Linked DNA regions of Mus musculus: regions 1, 2, 3 and 5 are each linked to region 4. A link is a contact called in public HiChIP or PLAC-seq and promoter capture Hi-C data. All regions are on one chromosome and are shown on one strand. Each heading gives the region's core, a stretch centred on a gene start, on an enhancer-like site or on the middle of the called end of the contact. The rest is flanking DNA. Distances are from core to core; before and after follow the strand shown.

The links. Promoter capture Hi-C pulls out the DNA fragments that hold promoters and counts their contacts. HiChIP or PLAC-seq counts read pairs in DNA pulled down with a chosen protein or histone mark.
Region 1: a contact with region 4 is called in a promoter capture Hi-C map of the SN4741 cell line, with 5 times the contacts expected there. The contact joins the promoter of Nkx2-5 here to the promoter of Atp6v0e in region 4. A contact is called at or near these places in 9 of 39 promoter capture datasets (3T3-L1-derived adipocytes, the SN4741 cell line, embryonic stem cells and 5 more), 1 of 15 datasets of contacts at CTCF or cohesin (CD8 T cells), 3 of 484 Hi-C or Micro-C datasets (B cells, the HL-1 cell line and the N1E-115 cell line), 17 of 115 datasets of contacts at active chromatin or transcription factors (the SCID.adh cell line, T-cell acute lymphoblastic leukemia, bone marrow-derived macrophages and 8 more) and 3 of 9 other capture datasets (adipose tissue, embryonic stem cells and liver).
Region 2: a contact with region 4 is called in an H3K4me3 HiChIP or PLAC-seq map of bone marrow-derived macrophages, with 2.3 times the contacts expected there. The contact joins the enhancer-like site here to the promoter of Atp6v0e in region 4. A contact is called at or near these places in 1 of 39 promoter capture datasets (the C10 cell line), 1 of 484 Hi-C or Micro-C datasets (B cells), 4 of 115 datasets of contacts at active chromatin or transcription factors (bone marrow-derived macrophages, embryonic stem cells and pancreatic cancer cells) and 3 of 9 other capture datasets (adipose tissue, liver and pancreatic islet).
Region 3: an H3K4me3 HiChIP or PLAC-seq map of bone marrow-derived macrophages shows a contact between it and region 4, with 4 times the contacts expected there. The contact joins the enhancer-like site here to the promoter of Atp6v0e in region 4. A contact is called at or near these places in 1 of 39 promoter capture datasets (liver), 1 of 484 Hi-C or Micro-C datasets (bone marrow-derived macrophages), 15 of 115 datasets of contacts at active chromatin or transcription factors (the SCID.adh cell line, bone marrow-derived macrophages, embryonic forebrain and 6 more) and 2 of 9 other capture datasets (adipose tissue and liver).
Region 5: a contact with region 4 is called in a promoter capture Hi-C map of neutrophils, with 4 times the contacts expected there. The contact joins the enhancer-like site here to the promoter of Atp6v0e in region 4. A contact is called at or near these places in 7 of 39 promoter capture datasets (the C10 cell line, cranial neural crest, embryonic stem cells and 3 more), 1 of 15 datasets of contacts at CTCF or cohesin (the NIH/3T3 cell line), 2 of 484 Hi-C or Micro-C datasets (bone marrow-derived macrophages and germline stem cells), 17 of 115 datasets of contacts at active chromatin or transcription factors (the 230-238 cell line, the HPC-7 cell line, the NIH/3T3 cell line and 10 more) and 2 of 9 other capture datasets (adipose tissue and liver).

What each region holds. Positions count from the first base shown.
Region 1 is chr17:26,840,306-26,843,005 of GRCm38.p6, forward strand. It overlaps Nkx2-5 (NK2 homeobox 5), which reads right to left and starts at 1,260. Exons shown (of 2, transcript NM_008700.2): 1 at 720-1,260. The coding sequence starts at 1,050.
Region 2 is chr17:26,536,912-26,539,680 of GRCm38.p6, forward strand. No RefSeq gene overlaps it. Among named protein-coding and RNA genes, the nearest start is that of Gm34606, 3.4 kb to the left of the region's middle. Within about 2 kb of position 1,385, at least 124 of the 459 cell types and tissues checked have an H3K27ac peak or open chromatin away from gene starts, as enhancers often do. A contact at or near this core is called in B cells, bone marrow-derived macrophages, embryonic stem cells and 1 more, where this site is marked.
Region 3 is chr17:26,435,882-26,438,581 of GRCm38.p6, forward strand. The region is part of intron 2 of Neurl1b (neuralized E3 ubiquitin protein ligase 1B); the gene reads left to right. Among named protein-coding and RNA genes, the nearest start is that of Neurl1b, 22 kb to the left of the region's middle. Within about 2 kb of position 1,425, at least 48 of the 459 cell types and tissues checked have an H3K27ac peak or open chromatin away from gene starts, as enhancers often do. A contact at or near this core is called in adipose tissue, bone marrow-derived macrophages and microglia, where this site is marked.
Region 4 is chr17:26,674,921-26,677,659 of GRCm38.p6, forward strand. Atp6v0e (ATPase, H+ transporting, lysosomal V0 subunit E) reads left to right here and starts at 1,476. Exons shown (of 4, transcript NM_025272.2): 1 at 1,476-1,658. The coding sequence starts at 1,555.
Region 5 is chr17:26,479,886-26,482,585 of GRCm38.p6, forward strand. The region is part of intron 1 of Gm34455 (a long non-coding RNA gene); the gene reads right to left. Among named protein-coding and RNA genes, the nearest start is that of Gm34455, 23 kb to the right of the region's middle. Within about 2 kb of position 1,261, at least 13 of the 459 cell types and tissues checked have an H3K27ac peak or open chromatin away from gene starts, as enhancers often do. A contact at or near this core is called in the HPC-7 cell line and neutrophils, where this site is marked.

The sequences.
Region 1 (2,700 bases), core at 10-2,509, 170 kb after region 4:
TGAGATATTTGGTATTCGGCCACCTTCGGAAGCCTGCTCTTCACTTCTCAGTGTCTTTATTCGTTCCGTATTTCCCAACAGTTCCCAGAAAGGAATTTCTGCCTGATCCTGCCTGGAGATTGTACTAGAAAAACAAAGCCAACCCCAGCTCCTGGGATCCGCAGCATCGCATCTCAAAATCACAACCCGGTCCCCAGACTCCTCTCTTTTGGCACAAAGGAGGCAAGGCCCAGAAAGGCAGGGTGGGCTACACAAGGCCCAGGATACACGGGGCTAAGCTTTCGGTTTAGCAGTTCTCAGTGTCTCAAAGTACCCCCAAATCTGGAAGAGATTTTAACTCTCCAGTACGAAGATTTGTTCTAACGCGGATTGTTAGATAGCTTAACTTTGTAACAGATCCAAGAACAAGGCCCTAACCTACTGGGGTTTTGTAGGCCGAAAACAACATTTTAATCTTCTCTCTCTCTCTCTCTCTCTCTCTCACTCTCACTCTCTCACTCTCTCCCTCTCTCTCTCTCCCTTCTTTTTTCCTGACCCTCTAAATTCGGCGTTCCCTCTAAACTTCGGACTGACTGCGGGACAGCCTGGAATCTTATACTCCAAACTCCCCGCGCCCAGCCTTCACCCCGGACTGAGCTACTGTCAGGCCTGGGTTTCTTGGCTCAGGGTTTTGGACATGAAAGCGATTCCAGAAGGGAAGAGCTTGAGGTTCTCCTTACCTTTTTTATCCGCCCGAGGGTCTTTGGCTGGGTCAGGGTCACCGTAGGCTCCCGGGTAAAATGTGGGGGCGGCTGGGAAAGCAGGAGAGCACTTGGGGGGCGAAGGCGCGGGGCCCATCTCCGCGCGCAGCTCTGCCAGGCCGGACGCTGCCGCCTCGGGGCCAGAGTAGGCCTCGGGCTTGAAGGCGGCCAGCATGCAGGAGGCAGGGGCCAGGGTGGCCTCGAGGCGCGCAGACAGGTCCCCAGACGCCAGGCTACGCTGCTGCTGCTCCAGGTTCAGGATGTCTTTGACTGAGAAAGGCGTGGGTGTGAGCGCAGGGCTGGGGAACATGGTGGCGACGCAGGTTTCACAGCGCCAGGTGGGTAGCAGAGAGTGGTGCTGCCCACCCCTGGGGACAGCCTCCCCGCATGGTGCCCGCCGCCCGCCCGCGCACCCGCCTCTCTGCCCTGGATGTGGCGCGCGGCAGCAGGTAGCGCGGAGCACCAGGGGCAGAAGAGGCGGGAGCAGGCTGGAGTAGGGGGGATTCAGCCTGCCATTGGGCCAGGGGCCTGGATGACAGGAGCGACGGGCAGTTCTGCGTCACCTAATATAGACATAGGGATGGGAAAAAAAAATCCTGCTCAGCTTTTTTTAAAGGGGCCGCGACACATTTGGGATAGTCTCCCACTCCTGCAAGGAGATTGCTCCTCGTTAGCCTGAAAATCCCAGCCAGACACACTCAAAGAAAATACCTGATTCTGTTATGCTGAGTCTAAACGCAGGGTTGGGGGTGGGTCGAGGATTTGAATAAATATTCTTTGCACTGTGTCCTGTATCACTAAATGGGCTGGTGAGGATGGATTGAAAGCCAGAAGAGGGGGGTTATTTTCAGGGATCAAGACTATGACTACAATATTGTTTACTGAAGTCTGCCTAAGAGTAGCCTGCATAGAAAGAGAATCACAGAGAAGACAGTTGTTCTGGGACGAACACTGAGTTTAACACATGAGTTTAAGAATTGGATTGGGGAGCGGTAGTTAATTTGACCTACAGGACCAAATTCAACCCAGGAACCCAGAGGGGCCCCAAGGGGTTCTGAGCTGAATGGAAAGGTGAAGTGGCTAATTGTGGGGTGGGAGTGGCCACCTGCTTCAGACTAAGCGGTGGGGCCAGGCACCTCTCCAGAGAGAAGGAAGCATTGTTGGGGAATTGACTCTTCCTGGAGGAGAGCTGCCTTCTGGGTTGTCTGCCTGGATTCTCCTGAAGCCCAAGCTGCTTCATTTTTCACCCTCCTAGGCCACCACAAAAGTCCCAGACCCTTTCTAGCCCGATCCTCCAGGGCCTTCCTGGGCTTCTACTCCACGGGGCAGAGGACAGATCAGGCAGGTGGAGGGACATTTTCAGTCCAGTGCTGCTTCTGTCTGAAAACTGTCAGGGTTTAAGGAACCCAGGTTCTGTACTAAGACAACTGTCTGGATCTAAGGAACACTTGGGCCCTCCCAGACCCAACAGAGTGGGACTTTTTCCTGCTGTAATCTCAAAAAGAGAAGGCACATCGATTCCAGGCAAAACCTCCCCCACCGAAGGTATATGGTAAGGCTAACCTCTGGGAGAGCTTGGGCTCACCACACCGATTTGCAAAGGGGATGTGCCCTTGAAAATTCATGTGGTGAGGGTCCATCACCTGTTTTCGGATATAAGGATTCCCAGAGTGAACAGATCTGTGAGTCAGAAGGCACACAGATATGAAGGACGAGTTGGCCACCAGAGGAGAGGCTTTTGGAATAGAAACGGAGTGTGAGTGTAGGGTCAAAGGTTAGCTAAACAAGTCACTCTTAAGTCATGAACCCAAAGTCCAGAGATCAAAACTTTTGTGAGTGCAGAGTGTGAACTGTCCCTCCTGGCAGGGCAGTGTGGGCCATTGGGCGCTGGCAACCATCTGGGCCATAGTGAAGCCAGCAAAGGCCTGATTTGTGTTCCTTCCTGCTTTTCCTCAAACCC
Region 2 (2,769 bases), core at 135-2,634, 140 kb before region 4:
GTTGATTATTTGTAAGTTTCTTCATGGTGAAGACCACGAACATGTGAAGACAAAGACCATAGTGATCTAGCACACCATATTGCAAGACAGTGAGGTAGACTTTACTGTGAAGTTCCTGTAGAACCTAAGGCAGGTGTGACACACTGGGCTTTTAAAGTCTTCTGGAAACTCTATTAACATCCTTGGTGTTTTCTTAATCTTCCTTCTTTCCCATACAGGTCTTCACCCTCCATCCCATGACCACAGCTAAGAGTCTGAACACTTGATCCCAAATCAGTGGGCTGGGCTACCACCCCCCACCCCCAGGCCTTCCTCATGCTCAGAGAAGAGCGACAAGAAAAATTTTACAGAATTGCTAGGATCTGGGACAGAACTTCCACTCACCCCCGCCCCCCCCCAAGAGTGGCATTATTCGAATGGGCAGAACCTTTCAGAGGTAGGGCACTCTGAGAGGTCGTCTGGCTGTCTGTGAGAAGAAGGGAGGGAGGGTGTGCTCTTGATGGAGATGCTGAGGTCTTGGCCATTTTCTTTACTCCTTTGTTTCCCACTGCTGTGAGGTGGACAGCTGTGCTCCCATTGTGCACCTCTGCCATGATGTGCTGTGTCGCCATCATGGGTGGACTAGGACCTCAGCAAACGTTTTCTTGTTAGCAAGGGCTTATACACTCCACATATGCTGTCATCCTTATGGTTGTTCCAGGTCCTGGTCTCAGGTCACACTCTGAACCATTTAAACAAAGATAGGAGACTCTACCTCTAACTGCTTGGGCAGATGGGGGATTCACACAACAAAGATACTGCCAGAGTTATTTAAGTCCATCACTGTTGCTTGCTCCCTTTGAATAGTTGTTACCAGGGTTCCTCTTGCTCACATGCAGAATTAGGACTTTCCTTATAAGTGGACAGGGAACTTAATGACAGACCAGGACTTACTGATCATTGGGACCCTTGTGCTGCCCCTTAGAGACATATACTCTGATATAAGGATAGGGCTAATGACTGTATGTCCGGGTTGTCTCCTTTTGTTATGGGAATTGAGCCCAGCTGGAGGTCAATCTTGGTGAATAAAACATTAGCATAAACTCTCAGCAATCCTAAACTTCAATTCTGCTACACAATTTTCTTTCTGACAGATTCTAACAACCCTGATTAGTACAGGGCTATCTTCCAGTCATATTGGAAGCAGTGCTCCTTTAGCTAAATTCTGGTTTGGGTAATTTATTATTTCCTAAGCAAATTAGTAAATCCCTTATACTTACGCCAGTACAAAGTCTTTAAGATACACAGTTTCCAACACTTACTTCCTGGTTGTACTCACTTCCTCAATCCAGGCTAAAAGGCTACGTCATCCCGTCATCCTCTCTGCTGACGTCACCACTTGCCCCACCCTGCCCCTCCCATCCACATCACTGACTCCTAATCCAAGTTCAGCTTTAGGTGAGAAGAGCCAGGGAGCCACACTTTCTCTCCCCCAGGCTGCTTCTTTGGCTTTTGGCCTTTTCCTGTCCTATTTCAGACCCTCTGGCTCACTCCCACAGAAGCTAAGCAAACGAACTGGAATCAGTGGGTCTGCGTCCCCCACCCCCGGGGGGGGGGCATTTGAATGTTAAGTTAAACCAGGTTTTATACTTTGGTGAAAGGAGCAAGGTGGTGAGATTATCCAGTGATCCCTGGAGCATTCTTTCCTGTGTGTAGTAGGAACTCTTAATAAACAGTGTCCTGTTAGAAGCAAACATGTTAGACACAGTGAAACTATAGTATATATTTTAACAAGCCTATACAAGGTATATGGTAGTATTTCCTCGGGGCTGGAAAGAAGGCTCAGCAATTAAGAGCTCCTGCTGCTCTTACAGAGGACCCAGGTTTGGTTCCCAGCACTCAGCCTGAGCAGCTCGCACCACCTGTGACTCCAGCCCCAGGGAATCCCACTCCTTCCCCCACTTCCCACAGGCACCTCCTTCCTCTCTCTCTCTCTCTCTCTCTCTCTCTCTCTCTCTACACACACACACACAATTTCTAAATAAATAAATCTTTTTAAAAAATACTATTTACAAACTCAATCACTGATATAAAATACCCCAACATAAGTTGTGACCATCTTTTCAGGAAAATTATAAAATTATAATTATAAAATTAGGTGATATTAAAGAAGATCTGGGTATAACATATAGAGGTGAATGCATGTTCATTGTCAAAAAAAGGACAATGTATACAAAGTATTGTCTGTTCCAATCAAAGTTCAATAGAGCTTTTCATATAATTCAGTAAGTTGAATGTTCAATTTAGACAGACAGCAAAGAGTCAAGAAAGGCTAAATGCCTGTAAATCAGAATTCTGGACAGAGAGCTGACCCATCAAGTACCAAATTTTATTATAGTGGCCATAATTAAGATAACATGAAATTGGCATAGGAATTAATAAATGATATTTAGAAGAGAAAGCCCCTAGTGGGCCACATACATTAGAAAATCTGATTTCTGTTAAAGGCTATATGTCATGATTCTGTATCAAAAGTTACCCAGTTACACACACTCACACATGTACACTCACATATACACACACATACATGCACAAATGTAGACATATACACACATATGCACACATACATTCATACACACGCACATACAAACATGTGCACACAAACTCATACACACAAATGCATGTACAAATACCCCTACACACACACACACAATTCCAGGTGGCTCCAAGTCTTGTGTGTAAAGAAAAACCTTGAAATTCTTACAAGAAAATATAGACTATATGTATCAT
Region 3 (2,700 bases), core at 175-2,674, 240 kb before region 4:
GCTGTCATTCTGAGGAAGCCCTTTGCATTGGGTGCCCGCCCCTCCCCGCTAGTCACTTTGATTCCTTTAGCGCTCATTATATTTATATTTGTGATCATTGGCTTATGCCACATACATCAGGACTAACACAGAGGGGCCCAGGGATGCTGGCTGGAGGAGAACCATCCCTCTTCCTGGCACAAAGGTGTGAGTCTGAGTGGCTCCCATCCTTCCTCTGCATGTACTCCAATGTCTGGGTCAGATTAAACAAATATCACACCAAAGCCACGTCATCGCAGGCTAGACAGTCTGAAATACTCAGTTGCTTCAATATTATTTAAGGAAGAAAGGGTCACAGCGGTGAGTGGCGAGCGGCAAAGGGTGGAGCCTGGGGAGGCATCTTCCCTTCTCCCTCCTGCTTCCTCCTCAGCTTAGCCATCCTGTGGGCCAAAGGGTCACCTGCTGTAGCAGTCCTCTGGCCTACCAGCTGCTTTTCTGGGTCTCAAGACTTACTGGCCTCATCCCATGCATTATGGTTCACATCCCTATCTCTCGACTTGTGGCTATAGGCAGGGGTTTGGGTAGTAGTGACTGACCAGGTAGAGAGACCCCAACTCCTCAGGTGATAACAGTGAGGATGGGCTATTCTCACCAAGGAAATTTGGGTGTGGGTACAGAAACCAGAGTAGCAGTCCTCCATAGGCCTTGCAAGTCATCATGTACCTGACTGTAAAGACCACAGGCCCTCTACTGCTGAGATAGAAGGCCCTGGATTTTGTGCTGGGTGCACTCATTCTCTTGAATTGTGTACGACAGCACACATAAAACACATGTAAAAGACAGTGCACATGGGGCTGAAGAAATTGCTCAAGCAGTTAAGAGCACTTGCGGCTCTTCCAGAGAACCCAGGTTCTATTCCTGGCACCCACAAGGTGGCTCACAAATATCTGTAATTCCAATCTTAGGGTATCCAACACCCTCTTCTGGCTTCTGTGGGTACCAGGTATATAGTACACACGCGCACACACACACACACACACAAACCACACATGAACATAAAAACAACAAAAATGTTTTAAAAGTACATATAAACACATTTTAAATATATATTCAGCTCTTAGAGCCACACAGGGTGTGGTTGGATGTATGTGTGTGTATGTGTAACATAATCTGAAGATAGTTATGTGTGCATATGTATAAACAGCTGTAGACTTGAACAAGCTGTCATAAAGCAAGACAATGTCCCCTGATCTGAGGACATGAGCAGGACATGGATGCCATCTCTGAACTTCCATGTTAGCCTCGCTTCTGTCTACTGCAACCAAATACCCGAGGCTTCATCAGAAAAGCATGATGCGCCGGCTGCAGGGCCTCTGGGAGCTGCTATTGGGGCGACAGGAGGAACAAGCAGGAGACATAGCATAGTGAAACTAGAAGCCGGAGAGTCGGTGGTCAGGCCTGCTCTCTTCCTAAAAACCTATTCTCACAGGACTGAGTAACTCTTCAGGCCAGCATTTACCCTTGGGGACCAGCACTGCCAATGGGCACCCAGATCCCTGCCCCTCAGAACCTGCAGTACCTCTCAATCTAGCCCCCAACACAGGAACCCCAGAGGACTTTGCAAAGTCTAGAATTCCCAAATGCACACTCCACCCTCCTGCTGCTTACCTGCCTCTCTCTGATACCCCAGCCTTGTACTGAGCCTGCTAGATGGAACTCTTGACTCTCCCCGACTCCTGCTCTCCCAGCAAATAGCACCTCCCACTCAATACACTGGCATCCTCGCTTCCTCTTTTCTCTACTGTCTCCATTCTGTCATGTGCCCTGTCCTTTCTGTTCCTGGTGGCATTGTGGTAAAGAACCCTGAATCTAGACAAGACAGCGTGGTTCTGTGCCTCCGTTCCCATGCTAAATGGCCGTAGTGATCGTTCATGCCTGTCGGTTGCTGTAGTCAATGAGATCCGAGAGCTCAGGTTAGCCTGCCACAGGCTAGGGCCCCAGTGTCAGATTTGCTCTTTAGGTTGATGTTTTGCTTTAAGTAGGGAAACAATAAAGGAACTTTCAATGCCCAGCTGTGCAAATGTATGAAAACCTCTGGAGGGAGAGAGAGAAAAGGACAAAGGAAGAAGCAAGAAGTCGGGCATGGTACATGAACTCCAGAACTTGGAACACTAAGACAGACATCACAAGTTCAAGAACGGGCCGGGCGGGGTGGGAGGAAAGAGGAAGCAGGGTGGAGATGGAAGGGAAAGAAGAACCTTCCAAAGCAGTGGGAGGTTGGGTACAGCAAGGACTGGAGGCTCAGGGAACACAAGCCAGTCCAGCCACCTGCAGCTATAAAGCCAGGGTAACCTGGATGGAAGTCTGAGGTCAGGAAGAGCGTGGGTGAGATCCAGGGGAGCTAGGGATCAGAAGTCAGGCAGATCTGGGGGCCAGGGCCTTACATTTAGGGCAATGGGGTTCTGCCTGACCCGTCTGTGATCTGAGTAGGGCCTGAAGTTTGAGATACGAGATCTAGAGGAGCCGGAGTCTAGAGTCTCATGTCTGAGGTTGCAGGGGTTGGCAATGTAAGCTCCAGGTTTTGAGGTTTGGGAGTTACGGACTGTGAAGTTAGAGGTAGAGGGAATCAGGAGTGTAGGATTTTAGACCTGAGGTTGGAGGTCGGTGGATCTGGGTAATGTGCAGGATCTGAGGTTGCAGGTCAGGGGCAACTGGAGTCCA
Region 4 (2,739 bases), core at 226-2,725:
GAGTGACTATCAAGACATGACCAATAGATGGACCTCCACTTCAAATTGAGTTCTGAGTCTAGTTTGGCCTGTTCCTAACTGCATGGTTCTGCCAGCCTTCACCTTCTAAATTCTGGGATTAAAAGTATGCGGCCACTACAGCTGGCTCAGTTAAAGTCTGAAAATCATTTGCAAAGATGGTACAGCTGCTGAAGGGTCCAATTAATTCAGGAATCCATTCTACTTGATGAAGAAATCAGGAGAGGTGGCTACTACGGGGAAATGGATCCACAGCCAGCACACTGGATTCAGCTGCCAGATCTCCCTTTTCATCTTGCTCTGTCTGCAAGCTTCTGCAAAACCAACCTCAGCTCAGCATGGTGCTTCACTGGCAATCCCAGCATTTGGGAGCTGTTGTGTTCCTCATAGCAAGTCCCTGGCCCCAAGGGAAAAAAAAACCTCCAAGAATTGCTCCCCTCCTCTGTGTCTCAGGAAGTTCATGGTGCAATGAGCCTACAATTCTGGCGAGCCACAATGATATTTCTGGCTAATTCCTATTCTTGTTTGTTTGTTTGTTTGTTTCGAGACAGGGTTTCCCTGTGTAGCCCTGGCTGTCCTGGTACTCACTCTGTAGAGCAGGCTGGCTTCGAACTCAGAAATCTGCCTGCCTCTGCCTCCTGAGTGCTGGGATTAAAGGCGTGTTCCACGATGCCCGGTGATAATTCCTATTCTTTTTTTTTTTAAGATTTATTTATTTATTATATGTAAGTACACTGTAGCTGTCTTCAGACACACCAGAAGAGGGAATCAGATCTTGTTACAGATGGTTGTGAGCCACCATGTGGTTGCTGGGATTTGAACTAAGGACCTTTGGAAGAGCAGTCGGGTGCTCTTACCTGCTGAGCCATCTCACCAGCCCCGATAATTCCTATTCTTATTGAAACTGTTGTGACAACTGGCGGGAATGCAAAGTAGGGCCTGGTCATCCTCAGCTGTCCATCTTCTCTGGAGATGTGACCTCTCTCAGATGGCTGTCAGATTTACTTCTGTAACTCAGACCCTGGCACTCTGTACAAGACACACAGCAGCACCAACGATTAAGAGCCTTACAACCGTGAAGTTACTTACAATGCGACTGTGATTCTTCACTTGCAGCAGAGATGGCGATTGTGAGTAGTTCATGGGCTATGGAAGAATGCAAAGCAGGAGCCTAGCATACAAGACTCTAGAACAGTAGTCCACTATTGTAGGTTTTACTTATTTATGTCTGCGCGTAAAATATAGATAAAACTGTAAATGACACATCACCAAAATGGGCCTAAGTTCTTTCCAGAAAACTCTGCTGGTCCCCTCCCCGGTGGCTGGAGGTTCATCTCAGTCAAGCCCCATGGAACCACAGCCTTGAGACTAGCCAGGTAAGGGCGGGGCTCTAGTCTAAGGGGCGGAGTCCGACGGTCGAGTCACGCCGCGCGCAAAGGGCGGGGCTTTAGCGCGCCGATCACGTGAGCCTCTGTTGACACTTCCGGGTGGGACGAGAGCGAGGCTCCGGACCGATTCGGCTGCTGGGGCGCAGGCATGGCATACCACGGCCTTACTGTGCCTTTGATCGTGATGAGCGTGTTCTGGGGCTTCGTGGGCCTCCTCGTGCCCTGGTTTATCCCCAAGGGTCCTAACCGGGGGTAAGTGCGCCAGGTCCAAGGTGGTGGGAGCGGAGGACCCCGGTGGGAGGATCACGGAGAGAAGGATCGTACGTGGAGGACTACGGCGGGAGGATGAGGCGGGGTGGACCACAGAGGGGAGGACCGCATGCGCTCCTCAGAGCCTGTCAACGTCCCCGGCTGGAGGGTGAGGTCACCTTTGGCGGCCCCTCCCGGAAGTGAATTTTAGGGAGTGCTTTTTGTCTTGATGGACTAAAAGTGTGCACTTCGACTGAAGAGAAATTAGGGCGCCTCCCAAGCCACTGTCGCTGCTTTGGTTCTGTCTTTGATGCACGGGAGGCTTTTTGCCTAAACCTCAAAGAAAGGGATCTGAGAACAGAAATCTCCCTCTCGCCCCCTTGCTGTCGCAGTTTCGGACTCAGACAAGCTTGATGCAGAGCGTTAAGTTCAGCCTTTGCAGCTAGTGGGCCCAACCCAAGCCAGGGTGAGCCTGATCTAAACGAGGTTAAATCACCCAGAGCTGAAGGCATTGTGTAGAAACCTCTGCGTCATACCTTCCAGGGCGCTCCTGCCCTTACTTGTAAACAGTATTTACAGTGGTTGGCCAAGATTTTCATTCCCCCATCTAAGGTTTGCAGAATACCGTTTTCTCTGTTTGGAGATAAACTTCTGTATTGCAGTGTAAAAACAAACCTTTTCAGAGGAGCCTAGGGCACCCTCTTTCTAGTTCCTCTTTTGAATTAAGTAATTTTTTCCCTCTCACTCAAGATCATGTGGAGGTGACACTTGATCTTAAGTAGTAGTGTGTCAGAAACGTCTCTTGCTTTAATGGTTAGACACTGAATGGTGGGTACATAGTGTTTAGCTCCACAACACTTTGTAGAGTAGACAATGTTTACTGAGTGGGCCATTTTGATTAGAGAAAGTTTTACTGTGGGTTTCTTTGTTTTGGGGGGGCTTTGGGGGGTTTGTTTGTTTGTTTGGGGGGGGGGTCAAGATAAGGTTTCTCTGTGTAGCCCTGGCCATCCTGGAACTCACTGTGTAGACCAGGCTAGCTCAAACTCAGAAATCCACCTGCCTCTGCCTCCCAAGTGCTGGGATT
Region 5 (2,700 bases), core at 11-2,510, 200 kb before region 4:
CAAGGCATGCATCACAGCTGTGTCTGATGGGGAAACTGGCTGATAGCTCACAACACACAGGGCCAAAGGGGAAGGCCCACAAAGCCTGTCAGGACCCTCCAACTTCATCCCGGAAGTATTGAGAATACCCAAGATTGAACACAGAACACCAGGCTCACTTTAGAGCTCCTGAATCAGTTGGGCTTGAGTACGGCCCTTGGTGGTGGTGTGGACTATACTGTGAGAACTGGCACCAAGGAAGGAACACACAGTGGTGAGGAGCAGTGGTGGGGAGCAGGAGCAGGGAGCAGGGTTAGGTACCCAGGCTGTCTATGGCAGTAAGGGCTACCTCAGCTAGGAGCCTGGGGACCAAGGACCTCGGGTTCTGTCCCCTGTGAGCTGCATTGAGTGAATCAAACAGGCCCTGAATCCATGGGACAGACAGGTGCTCCTCATCCCTGCTAGGAACAGCCTGCCTTCATTCTCTGTCCCCACAGGAGACTAGAGTGCCTGATGACAGGAAAGGGTTGTCAGAACAAGGCCAGGGTCCTGTTCCTGGCAATCCCATGCCTCAAAGGCTGTGTCAGGAAGAGGGTCTGTTTTCCCTCTGGGTCCAAGTTCTCAGCAGTCTTGTCCCAACAACCCATTAGAAGGGCCCATTCTGGAAAGCACCCTTCCCTCTGCATCCTTCAGAAGGGAACAGCACTGCAGATCCAGGGGAACTGTCCAGTGAAGGAAGGGGCTTTGACCTCCATTGACCACAAAAGGCTCCACACATCTGTCCCAGAGACTCTATTCCTCAAGGGCAGACAGATAGAAGTCTCCAAATGGCCTAATGCCTAGAAAATCATCTCTGGCAACCAAAGGGCCTGGAGCTCAGGATGGTCTATCTTCAGTAGCCCAGGATGGCCTAACTTCAGTAGCCCAGGGTGGCCTATCTTCAGTAGCCCAGGATGGCCTATCTTCAGTTCCCACCTAGCCAAATCTCTCCATTTCCCTCTCTCCCTCCCCTCTTCTTCCATTCTTGATTTTCTCCTTCCATGACTCCCTTCCTTTCCCTCCCTCCTTCCTTCTCTCATGGCTTACAATGTATAAGGAAGGGCAGTAACTCACACTTTATATATAATTGGTTTACATATTTTACAAACAAGTTATAAAATTATGTCAGGTGTCAGGAAGCATGCTAAGGTGAAACTAAGGAGAAATGGGGCTAAAGAGGAGACTTAGGGTGAAGAGGAAGCTGTGGGGCAGGCCGCACTGATCTCTGGGTAACGACCTGGAAGAGGAAGTACCTGGCCCTGGGAGCAACTTGGGAAGGGCAAGAATCAGGAGCCTCTGTACCCTGCCCAGAGGTGGGCAGGGAAGCCTGAGAGAGTGGCCAAGGAGTGTTAGAGGGCTGGAGAGCCCAGGGTCCCAGCTGGGCGAGGCAGTGGTGGGGATGTAGCAAGCATCTTCTGGTGGGGAGGGGAGAGCAGGGAGTGAGGGCGGCTCATGGGTTGGGACTGAGGGCTGAAGGAAGCCCTCAGTGAGGCTCTGATAGGAAGATGGAAGGGAGAAGCTTTGGGGGCCAAGACTAAGTGGTAAGTGTGGACTCCAGACACACAGAGCACCAGATCCCAGAAGCAAGACTCAGCCCTGCTCCTGGGCAGGTCCTAGGAAAACAGAGCAGTTCCTGGTGAGGCTGGAGCAGGGAATTCTGGGACAAGTGATGCATGTCCCTCTAAGGAGCCTCCTGTTGGAGTAGCCTCTCTCTTATTAAGTTGCTTCTTATTACAGTTTCTTTAATGACTCAGTTTCTTTAATGTTTTTTACTCTGAAAGTTTTTGCTGTGTACCAAGTACTAAGTTCATTTCTGTACATAGTGACAAATATGGCCAGTTGCTCACACACATGTATGTTGCACACACCCACCCACATATGCATGCACGCATGGATGCACTCACACATGATAAAGGAGCCTAGGATCCAGACCCAACCTCATTTTACCTCCAGTTCTGAATTCTATGTCCTCTGGATTAGGAGGGGCCAGCACAATGAGGAGGGGCCTGGGAAACTGGGCCAGGCAGAATACTTCATACCAGCACACAGAATGTCCTGACTACTCTTGATCCCGTGAGGCCTGAAAAGGGTCACCCTCTGTCCCCAGCCTTCCTTTTTACCGCCCTATAGTGGAGACAATGGCATCACCTGTGGGAACTGTCATAGAGGCTCCATGAGAATCTTCACAGGATTCATCCATAATTGCTGCCTTCTCCATGTTGAAGGGGACATATTCCACCACTACTCATGGAGCAAAACTCCTTCCCAGGCTGGGGTGGCAGATTCAAGTACCTGGTGATGATTGAACTCTGGCAAGTTCTTTTGCATCTCAGAGATGCTGGGGAAAGAGGGCCGGCAGGAGGTAAGTATTAGCGGCTTCGCACCCCAACCCAACCACAGTCACTGCAGAGGTAACCAGGCCACACAGATTTCCCACTGTCACTTGACATAGCAGATCCAGTTCCTGACTTAGAACCTGTGCAGGGGTGGGCAGCCCCACCTTCCTCCTGCCAGAGCTCACACATCTGCTCCTCCGTTCGTACCCAGGCCAAGGGTACGAACAAGCAGGTTCTGGGCTCAGCCCATCCTCTAGAAGCCTCCCTGACACTGGCTTTACCACAGCCCAGTAGAGTAAGGGAGGCTTCTCCCAGGCAGAAGGTGTGTTCCAGAGCCGCTTCCTCC